2 separate regions of the Mus musculus genome follow, and region 2 is linked to region 1. A link is a contact called in public promoter capture Hi-C data. All regions are on one chromosome and are shown on one strand. The core of a region is the stretch at or near the end of the contact, and the rest is flanking DNA. Distances in the headings are between cores, read along the strand shown. Region 1 holds the start of Slc10a6 (solute carrier family 10 (sodium/bile acid cotransporter family), member 6). Region 2 holds the start of Hsd17b13 (hydroxysteroid (17-beta) dehydrogenase 13).

Region 1 (5,516 bases), core at 1,286-3,785:
TGGTAACAGCTTGGAAGGCTGGGGCAGAGTTCTTCAGAAGGCAGTATATGCTTTGAATCAGCGCTCGATATATGGTACAGTTTCACCCATAGCCAGGATTCATGGGTCCAGGAATCAAGGGGTGGAAAACGGAATAGTTCCACTTACTATCACTCCTAGTGACCCTCTAGGAAAATTTTTGCTTCCTGTCCCCATAACTCTAGGTTCTGCTGGCTTAGAAGTTTTGGCTCCAGAGAGGGGAGTGCTCCTACCAGGAGCTACAACAAACATTTCATTGAACTGGAAGCTCAGACTTCCCCCTGGTCATTTTGGGCTTCTAATGCCCTTAAACCAACAGGCTAAAAAAGGAATAACAGTGTTAGGAGGGGTGATAGATCCAGATTACCATGGGGAAATTGGATTACCTCTTCACAATGGTGGTAAGCAAGATTATGTCTGGAGTGCAGGAGATCCCTTAGGGCGTCTCTTAGTACTACCATGTCCTGTGATTAAAGTCAATGGGAAACTACAACAGCCTAATCCAAGCAGGATGACAAAGGACGCAGACCCATCAGGAATGAAGGTATGGGTCAATCCTCCAGGAAAAGAGCCAAGACCTGCTGAGGTGCTGGCTGAAGGTGAAGGAAATACAGAATGGGTAGTAGAGGAAGGTAGTTATAAATACCAATTAAGGCCACGTAACCAGTTGCAGAAACGAGGATTATAAAGTAATATGAATGCCCATTGTAAATTTACTAATGCGTTTGCGATTGTACGAGGGATAGTTATATCAAGTTAGGCGTATTTACAACCTTGTTATTGTTTCATGTGAACATGAGATATTATTTGTGTCAAGTTGACAAGGGGTGGATTGTAGTGGCTATTCCTGGTTGTCAACTTGACAATATTTGGAATGAACTACAATCCGGAATTGGAAGGCTCACCAGTGACCCTTATCTGGAGGCTTGGAGATCCTTATCTGGATCTTGGTTTGAAGATCTTGAGCCATAGTGGCTATGGATTCCAGAAGATTGAATCTCCGAGTTAAGGAACACACCTTTAATCTGGGCTATGCCTTTCATCTGGGATTAAAGGTGTGGTGGAACACACCTTTAATCTGGGCTACACCTTTTGCTGGAGACAATATAAGGACATTGGAAGAGGGGAGTCTAGCTCTTGCTCCTGCTCCTTCGCCTGCTTGCTGCGTGAGACTGAGTAACTGCTAGATCCTTGGACTTCCATTCACAGCTGTGACTGAACGATTGTTGGGAATTGAGCTGCCGACTGTAAGTCATCAATAAATTCCTTTATTATCTAGAGACTATCCATAAGTTCTGTGACTCTAGAGAACCCTGACTAATACACTGTCCTTATTTTTTGAGACAAGGTCTCTCACCAATCCTGGAGCGCACCGATTTGGCAAGAGCAGCTGGCCACTGAGCTCCAGGGATTTTCCTGTGTCTGCCTCCTCACTGGTAGAATTTTTTTTTCTCTTGTGTGTGTCGTGGGCTGAGACAGAGCCTGACTGAGCTGCTGTTGGGATGTGTCTTCTGTAGCTTGTCTTTACATTTCACCTGCACTCAACCTGTGAACAAGTGGAGTCAGCATGCCGCCATGGTCATTTTGTCATGGAACCGGTTTGCCAAACCAAGAAGAAGCCCAGCAAGTATCTCTCTTAAGGAAGGGGAGGGGTTGACAAAATGAGCCTTGTTCTCACTCAGCACACTGCAAACAAACAAAGAGACAAACAAAAACACCTCTGCTGTCAGCGGGAAGAGGGTGGCAGCTGATAGTTTTGAACTTTGATCTCCCAGAACCATACTGTTGTGGTCTGCTTTTCCCTCAGCTTAGAATGGGCCATGGTGCACAGCATCAGAAGTGGTCCTCAGACTACACTCTCCAAGGGAACATTTGCAAGACTCCCAGACTTCACTAGGTGGCCCAAGGGTGCGTGTCTCAAAGTTGACTTAAGTCTCCAAAAGAAGAAGACAGCTCCCTTGAATTGTGTTGGGAGGGAAACGAGTTTCCACACGTTTTATGAGACACAACCAAGTGTTTAATTCCATTTTATTCTATTCTCACAGGTGTCTAATTATTGGCTTTAGACACAAATCCTCAGAGAAATGACAGAAGAAAAAGAAAGGGCCAATTTAAAGTCTCCTGAACTGATCCTCAGCCTCTGATGTTTTCCAGGCTGGCCTGCTTCTCTTTACTATCTGAAGTGTTTTGTGAATGCCGGCTGTCAGGCCGGCCAGGGAGGCGCGGCTTTGGCACAGCTCTCCTTGTTTTTTCCTGACTTAGTCGTTCAGTCAGCATAACATCACAGCCCTGCTGTTTGAAATCCCTGCTGCATTTGGAGAAGTGATGTCTTGGCATCTGGCCTACTTCCCTAGAACACGATGTGCCACTGTCGACATGGGCCAGGCATTCCAGCTGACAATATGCTCATCTGTCTCATTCCCAGCATTGAACGCTCAGTGGCTAGCGAAATTAGAGTGGAAAGCCCAGCTTCCCATCATTTGCTGTGTTTCCTGCCCAAGCACATTACTTTTACCAAGTCCCTTGGGAATAACTTGATCAGATTAGCATGTGGTTAGCCAATAGCAACTGGAAGGACTCTCCACGTGTTACTTTGTTGCGTTATTAGGAACTGTGTCTGGGAAGACCTGCCCAGTGCTTGCTACTCATGTTCCTTTGTGTTCCTGTGTTCTAATTCATGAGAGGAGATGAGCACAGACTGTGCGGGCAACTCCACCTGCCCTGTCAACAGTACGGAGGAAGACCCGCCCGTGGGAATGGAGGGCCATGCGAATCTAAAGCTGCTTTTTACAGTGCTCTCGGCTGTGATGGTGGGTTTGGTCATGTTCTCTTTTGGATGTTCTGTGGAGAGTCAGAAGCTCTGGTTGCACCTCAGAAGACCCTGGGGCATCGCAGTGGGCCTGCTTTCCCAGTTTGGACTTATGCCTCTGACAGCTTATCTGTTAGCCATTGGCTTCGGTCTGAAACCATTCCAAGCTATTGCTGTCCTCATGATGGGGAGCTGCCCTGGGGGCACCATCTCTAATGTTCTCACCTTCTGGGTTGATGGAGATATGGATCTCAGGTAAGTCGACAGAAGGGAAGCTCTGCAGGGTTGCCCCATCTCTGTCTGGGAGTCTGGGGCACACAGTTGTGCTTAAAGAAAAGATTTAAGCAATCTCTGGGTAGCTCTGAGTGGGAAGTACTTCAAACATCACTGAGCCTTGGACAGACTCTCTGAGCCCGAGCTCGCTCTGCTGTGATTAGCTAGCTTCTGCTTTCATGGCAGCCTTTTCTATCCTGAGCAAGCACTTGGTTCGTATGCAGTAAGGACCTCTCCTAAGCATAGACTCGTCCCATGCCTTTTGGCATCTCTAACAATAATTTCCCAGGACGTCACCAATTATCCCACACAGCTGATGCTAATGGTGGTGGTGGCAGCAAGAGATATCAACCAAATGAAACCCACCTGGCTCTTTTTCGTTTTCTTTTTTTGGTCTCTCTTTATCTACTTCGCTCTCAGCAGTGTTTCCAAAATATCCTTGTTTCGAGGTAACGTTTTAGGTCCATGCACAAGGACTCTGGAGTACCTGATAGATGTGACTGGTGTGATTTAGGGAGCACTTGGAACCCCAGGATGAAAAACACCTTGTTGCCTTTGCTTCCTAGGTTTAAGCCAGAGCTGATTCCTGCTATGGGGTAGATCAATAGTCCAGGAGAAATTGAACTTTACCATTTACTCAAATGTTAACAAGGGTGAATGAATCACAATTTTGAAGTCAAATATTTTGATGGGAAAGAGGGAAAGAGAAGAGCCTTTGAAGAAAGACTAGATGAGTCAGTATTGGGGGAGGGGGATGGAGAGTTAAAAACAATGGTCTTTCTAGATTCTTTGCTTGTAAGTGCGCTTAAATCCTGCCTGGAGAAAATGCACCATATAAATTTAAATCTTTGCATGTACACACCATTGGAGATTTACCCCAGGATGAATGAATGAATGAATGAATGAATGAATGGAGTCAGCAGTTGTGACTGAAATGGGAGTTGACATCAGTGAGTCAGCTTCAGTTTTGGTTTCTAGTTCTCTTGCACATACTGAATATTTCGTATATGGAACAGATTTCACTTATACATTTTAATAGGTGCATACCACATAGACAGGTAATTAACCTGTCTTGTATGGTAATGACTCTTAGTCACTCACTTACAAGAGACTCAAAAGGAAATTCTTGATTACCTTGTATCTCCACTCCTAATGCCCCTTACTTGAAGTTCAATGAAGTTGTCCATCAACACTCACCTGACAGTGATGAAGTCCAGGCCCTGAGGACTTCTGGAAAGAAAGGAAACTGGTATTCAGAGGTCCTGGGGAGGTGTGGGCTTCACCTTCTCCCGGATTCTCATAGTCACCTTGTAAGTGACCTTTTATTATTCTGAAAGAAAAAAAAAAGATTCAAGTCAGTTTAGTAGCTCAGCAATAGCTGCAAAGAATAGAGCAGAGCTCACGCTGGAATTTGCATCGGTTTTATATCTGTTTGTAACTTAGTTTTCCCCATGACGTTTGGCAGCACAACTGCATCATCTGGAGTAAGATCTGAAGTCTTTAGCAGTGTTTTGAAACACTTCTGCGTAAGAGAATATTTATCACCAGTACCCCTGCTTCATCTTCGTTGTCACAAACACACTAATGAACAGAAAGTGTGTGGAAGAAACCTTTTGTTTCTTGTTACCAACTGTTTATTTTGCTTTTGTTTTATTGAGACAAGGTCTCATATAGCCCAGCCCGGCTTTGAACTCCTGCTCTTGTTGTCTCCAATTCCCTAGTGCTGGGATTACAGGTGTGTACTACCATGTCTGGCACCAACTCTGTCCTCAGTAGGCTTTGTTGTGCTTGTTTTGGGATTTTGGGGTTTTGTTTGTTTGTTTTTGTTTTTGAGGCAGGGTTTCTCTGTGTAGTCCTGGCTGTTCCCAAGCTCACTTTGCTCGAACTCAGAGATACTTCTGCCTCTAGAGTGCCAGGATTAAAGGTGTGTGCCATCCTGTCTGGCTTAATCAGTTTTAAACTTAAAAAAAAAAGTATTCACTTATTTTAATGTATGTGGATGTTTTTCTTGCATGTATGTTTGTGCACCACATGCATATCAGGTTCCAAATGAAGCCAGAAAAGGGTATTGAATTCTCTGGAACTGGAGTTATAGATGGCTGTTTGCCACCATATGGGTTTTAGGGATGGAACCTAGGTCCTCTGGAAGAACAGTCAGTGCTCTTACCACTGAGCCATCTCTCCAGCCCTACCATTTAGATGTGATTAAAGTAACACACGCACATATGACACAGAGCCAGTACACAGTAGGCATTCAGTAAACGTTAGGTGTTTTCTTTGGCAAGTACTCCACCATTTCGTGCCTATATCCTGTGCTTTTTTTTTTTTTTTCCTAAATTTTGATTTTGAGTTTCCTAAACACAATTTGTTGGTGTATTTTGAGATAGGGTCTTTCAGTGTTGCCCAGGTAGGTCTC
Region 2 (5,516 bases), core at 2,078-4,577, 350 kb before region 1:
CTGCTAGCAGAACATTGGCTTCCAGGCAACTAGGAAGAGGGTCTTAAAAGCCCACACCTACAGTGACACACCTACTCCAACAGGGTCACACCTTCTAATAGTGTCACTCCCTGGGCTGAGCACATACAAGTCATCAGGTGTGCTGTGTGAGTTTGTGTGCAACTTGTGTGTGCAGGTGTCTGGAAGGCTGGAGAAGGACACTAAATTCCATGGAGTTGAGTTAGAGAGGTTTTAGCTGCCTGATGTAGGTGCTGGGAGCTGAATCCAGGCCATTTGCATGGGTAATAAACACTCAGCCATCTCTGTAGCCACTGCAGATTTTTTTTTTTAAAAAAGACTTGTTCTTTTTGCTTATGTGTTTGTGTGTGTTTATGACGTGTACATCCATGTGCTGGTAACAGGGATAAGAGAGGGTGTCAGACCCCCTAGAGTTGGAGTTTCAGGTTGTAAGTTGTCAAGTGTGGATGCTAGAAACTGAACTCAGGTCTACTGGAAGAGCAGCGGGCACTCTTATTATCTGAGCCAGCCCTCCAGCCCCAAAACATATAGTAGACGGTGGTGGTGGTGTTTTGTTTGAGGCAGGGTCTCACTGTGTTATTCCAGGTAGCCTGGTACTCAGTAGGTAAACCAGGCTGTCCTTGAACTCACAGTGATCTGCCTATCTCTGCATCCCTAGTGCTGGGATTAGAGATATATACCACTACAACTGACTATTCCTGCATATTTTAAAGATTTTTTTATGATTTTTAATTATGTGAACTTGTGTTCACATATGAGTGGGTACAGATGCCTAAAGAGGCCAGAGACCTTGGATCACCCTGGCACTGGAGTCAGAGGCAACTGTGAGCTGCCAGACACGGGTGCTGGCAACTGAACTCAGTCCCTCAGCAAGAACCATATACCCTCTTGACCCCTGAGCCATCTCTCCGGACCCCACAGCTTTTAATAGTATCTCACCAAACTCATCTTGTGAGGAGTAAATAAATGTAAGTGTGAAAAGTCCTTAAATCAGCTCACCATGTGCTTGGTAAATTCAGACCATTACTATTTGATCTCTATAACCTTGTACTACTTACAAATTTTCTTTTGTCTGCATGCATGTGTGTGTGTGTGTGTGTGTGTGTGTGTGTGTGCACATGTGTGTGCGCGCATGTGTGTGTGCGCATGTGTGTGTGTATGCTTTTTCAGTTAGTTCTTCTTTGCTTTGTTCATAACTGACTTTGCTGGGGAGCTTTGTGGGTCAAGATACAGACTCTCATTATGTAAACAGGCTTGTCTGGAACCTTCAATACTCTGGTCTCCACACCCTCAATGCTGGAATTACAGGCAAGTGCCACACACCCAGCTTCATACAGCTTTGGTTTGGTTGTCGGGGTAGTGGCTATCTCTATATATCTGAATACCTTCCGTAACTCATATAAATGAAGTCAGAACATGTGTGGTTCATCTGACTACTGTAGTGCCAGGAAGCGTTCATCAAGGCCAAAAGACCACCAAGGAGCCATTTCAAATGTAATAGCATTAGGGTCTCCTTATTAAAATCTCTGGCTTGGGCCCTCCTCAAACCCTCAGCAGGACAAGGTTTTATAGGAAATGGAAGTAAGTGAGAGGGTGTCTATCCTGGCAAGCAACTAACTGAATGTCTATTGTAGACCGACAGGTGGGTGCTCTGAAGCAAAACTGTATACAGTCACAAATGGTCTGAAAGTACATCTGAAACAATCTGACTGATATTTGATTAACTGTTGCTAGGAAGTATCTAGGAGTAACTCTGGCCAAGAACAAGCCGTGGAGTCCATCCTGGTACATGGGTCCAGCTTGGGTTCTGCTGCAGGTCAAGTTGTCAGGCTTTTGGTTTTTCCTTTAAGATGGAGGTTGGTCCTAAGATGGAGTAGGTTTGGCCTCTCACTGTCTTAGGTGCCTCATACAAACAGATTCAGAACGTGGGAGGTTTTGTGTCTGGCTTATTTCCTTTTGCATATTATAACTGAGGATCACCATGTTGTAGCATGTATCTGAATTTCTTTCTTTAAAGGAAGAATACTATCCCATCGTATGTATGTCTGATATTTTACCCATCCATTGATGGACAAGGGTGATCTCTCCTTTTCCACTATTAGAAGTTACTCTATCCAGAATGTGTCCCCTTAATTTCTTATGCTGGAATCTAGCTCCTATTAATATAGAATGTTGGAACTTTGGGAGGTGATTACGTCACGATGGCTGTCTATGGTTTTTATAAAGTTGACCACAGAGAAGTTCCTCCTCATTCTTTGGGGTGCAGTGGCCATGAAATGACAGCTGTCTGCAAACCAAGATGCCAGTTCCCACTTGACACACATACAGCTTAGGTTACACAGACACTAGGACTGTGTAATAAGCCACCTAGCCCACAGTATTTGTCACCACCGCCCAGGCTGAGACAGTGGCAGCACTTTTAAGTTGACGTGTATGATATCTGGTCTGGTGATTTTCCCAGTGTTATGGCGAGAACTGGCTGTTTCCTATAACCTACATTCTCCTCCACCTCAGGGGTTTCAGAGGAAGATCATAACTGTGAATGCATGCGTTCAACAGCTAAGCTTTGTTGACCCATATTTTAGCTTCCTCATTTTTACTTTATATGCATGTGTGTGTGTGTGCATGTGTGTCTGTGTGTATGTGAGTGTGTGCATTTGTGTATGTGTGTGCATGTGTGTGTCTGTGTGTGTACATGTATATGTGTCATGTATATGTGTCTATGCGTGTGTGTATGTGTGTGTATGTATCTATGCATGTATGTTTGTATGTGTGCATCTGTATGTAAGTGTGTCTGTGTCTGTGTGTGTACATGAGTGTGTGTCTATGTGTGTGTGTCTCCCTCTCTGTGTGTATGTGTGTGTAGAGTTGGCTATCTCCTTCCACTATGGATTTGGGGATCATATTCAGGTAAAAGGCTTGCATGGCAAGCACTTTGACTGCTAAGCCATGTCACTAATCCCTTAAAGTTTCTTTAATATAATGTTTCTATTTCTAATTCCCCCAACCCTGATTTAACATGAATGCACACATGTGCTTGCTTGTGTTCGTGCATGCACACACACACACACACACACATTCAAATGATAACAGACCATTAGCTGATGCAATACTTCCAGAATAGCTTTGAGAGGTGAAGTTTCATGTCGAAACATGGTGCATAACTGCTTTTCAGATAACCAGGTCCAAAGGGCACATCCCACTGGGTTCCCTGACCTATGCTGCGCTTGTGTTAGAGACTGGCATCATTTCAAAAACCAAAGGTGTATCTGATTCGTCAGGGGACACAGTCAAAGTCTGCCTCTTCTGCAGCAGCCCATAATACCTGACAGGGCTCTCTGTGGAGCTCTGAGCAGAGGTGTCTGTTGTGAGAACAGAGCCATGAACCTCATCCTGGAATTTCTCCTTCTGGTGGGCGTCATCATCTACTCCTACCTGGAGTCACTGGTAAAGTTCTTCATTCCCCGGAGAAGGAAATCTGTGACCGGGCAGACCGTTCTCATCACGGGGGCCGGACACGGAATAGGCAGGCTGACTGCATATGAATTTGCAAAGCAGAAAAGCAGACTGGTTCTATGGGATATCAATAAGGTAATAATAGGTGTTTCTAACAATCTTTTAAAGTCACAAAATAACAAGGCATATGTTTCTCTAGAGACGTAACTTAGTGCTGGCTTTTCTCTGTGTTTTCCTTTTTCAAAGTTTTAATAAACTCCTGGGTCCTTTCTGGATCCCTGCGACAGGTGAACAAGATGGAACCAACGAGCTGGAGAACTAAGCCTGGGGGGTTTCATTTTGTTTGACTGGTTGGTTGGTTGGTTGGTTGGTTCTACTGTGGTGTACAACTTGATAACAAGAGACGCAGGAGCCAGAGAGCTTCCCAGCTGCTGAAATTAGGCAAGCCACATAACTTACCTCAACTTCAAATTTAAAAAACAAAAAACAAACAAAAAACTCTACCATTGGGATAAAATCTCAGAGGGAGACAAAATCTACAGGTAATGATTGCCAGCAACCAAATTGGCCAATATGCAGTTTATTACAGCTAGGGGTGACTTTTATACTTTTAGATTTTCATTTATTCTGTTATTCATTTGTTCCTTTCTGTGATAGACTGAAGCTGGGTCTTAGTACCTACCACTGAGCCACAGTACCTTAGCACGTGCCAGGCAAGCACTCTATCACCGAGCAACCGCTCAGGTTTTTACACATTTGAGGGATTGATTCTCAAAACAAACAAACAAAACCACATGAAGAACTAACAGCAGAAACCCATGGTACTTCCACTCACACTCCAGCAATCCTAAAATACTTACATCTGACCTTTTGCAGAAGAAGAAAAAATACTTGCCGGGTCCTGAGCAAGAAGGGTAAAGAATAATACTTAAGTGCTTAGCATGGCCTGGTGCACGCAGCATCACATATGGAAATGTCTACACCAGTGCCTGGCTTTCACTAGTACATTTAAGAGGTTGTTGATCTCTGTTTATTTATAAATGCTCTTAACTACCTTAAGTCTGAAAGTGTTGACGTCCTGTGTCACTTTCTCCTAAACATGCACATTCCCAAAAGGTCGTGAAAAAGATGTGCCACAACAAACTGTCTCTGGGATTGTAATCTTTGAAGAACTGGACTGGGGATGTAGCCCAGCGGTACAACAATTATCTAGAATATACAAACTAGATATTAGATCCAGTTGTGGCTGGGTGTGAGCCTCAGCACTACAAGGAAACCACAAACCGCTGCTGTCATGTACCGGATACAGTGGCTCAGACTAGAGAGACTGGGGTTTTGGTGTTTGTTTGTTTGTTTGTTTGTTTGTTTGTTGAGAAGCAGAGTTTCCAAAGCTTTCCTTGGGGTTTTGCTCGGCTTCAGGTAACCCTCTGTTACGTTTTTGCCATCTGCAGTTAACACCACTTTTCCCAGCCTTCAGAACGCTCTTGAACATAAGGAGCTAAATCTGCTTTGGTTCCTTTTGAGCAGTGAAGAATCCCGAGAGGCACCATGCATCTTTGCTTAGCAGATACAGGCGTTGGTGGGCAAGATGAGCTAACACGGTACTTGGAGATGATTCTGAGATTATCAAATCCTGCACAGGTCCCAGGCAGTCTTCTTGGAGCTGAGAAAACTGAGTCAGCTGTTCTCAGTCCCTCGTAAAAAATATAAACGAGAATGAGAATACATCATGAAGATGGTCCACGGGTCTTCAGATCACCTCCCAAGTGTGCATGGTGGGAAGACATCAATACTTAGTAGACTACCTTTAATTTGAAAATTTTCAGACACAGAAAGAGTAAAACTAGAAAGAGGTCACATTAAAGATGACTTCCACTTTTTTTTTCCTGTGCCTGAAAACTGAGTAACTCAACCTTGTAAATTTCTCTTTGAATTCTTGAACTTCATGATGAAACATTTAAGACATCAAATGATTGACTGAAAAGCTGCAAGTGTAACTCCAGTTTCCCTGTTCACTGAGAGGCCAGCTAGCTTTCCATCAA

Evidence for each region. Capture Hi-C pulls out chosen DNA fragments and counts their contacts.
Region 2: a contact with region 1 is called in a promoter capture Hi-C map of liver. The contact joins the promoter of Hsd17b13 here to the promoter of Slc10a6 in region 1. A contact is called at or near these places in 2 of 9 other capture datasets (adipose tissue and liver).

The regions. Positions count from the first base shown.
Region 1 is chr5:103,626,422-103,631,937 of GRCm38.p6, reverse strand. Slc10a6 (solute carrier family 10 (sodium/bile acid cotransporter family), member 6) reads left to right here and starts at 2,535. Exons shown (of 6, transcript NM_029415.2): 1 at 2,535-3,082. The coding sequence starts at 2,706.
Region 2 is chr5:103,975,199-103,980,714 of GRCm38.p6, reverse strand. It overlaps Hsd17b13 (hydroxysteroid (17-beta) dehydrogenase 13), which reads left to right and starts at 3,327. Exons shown (of 7, transcript NM_001163486.1): 1 at 3,327-3,609. The coding sequence starts at 3,400.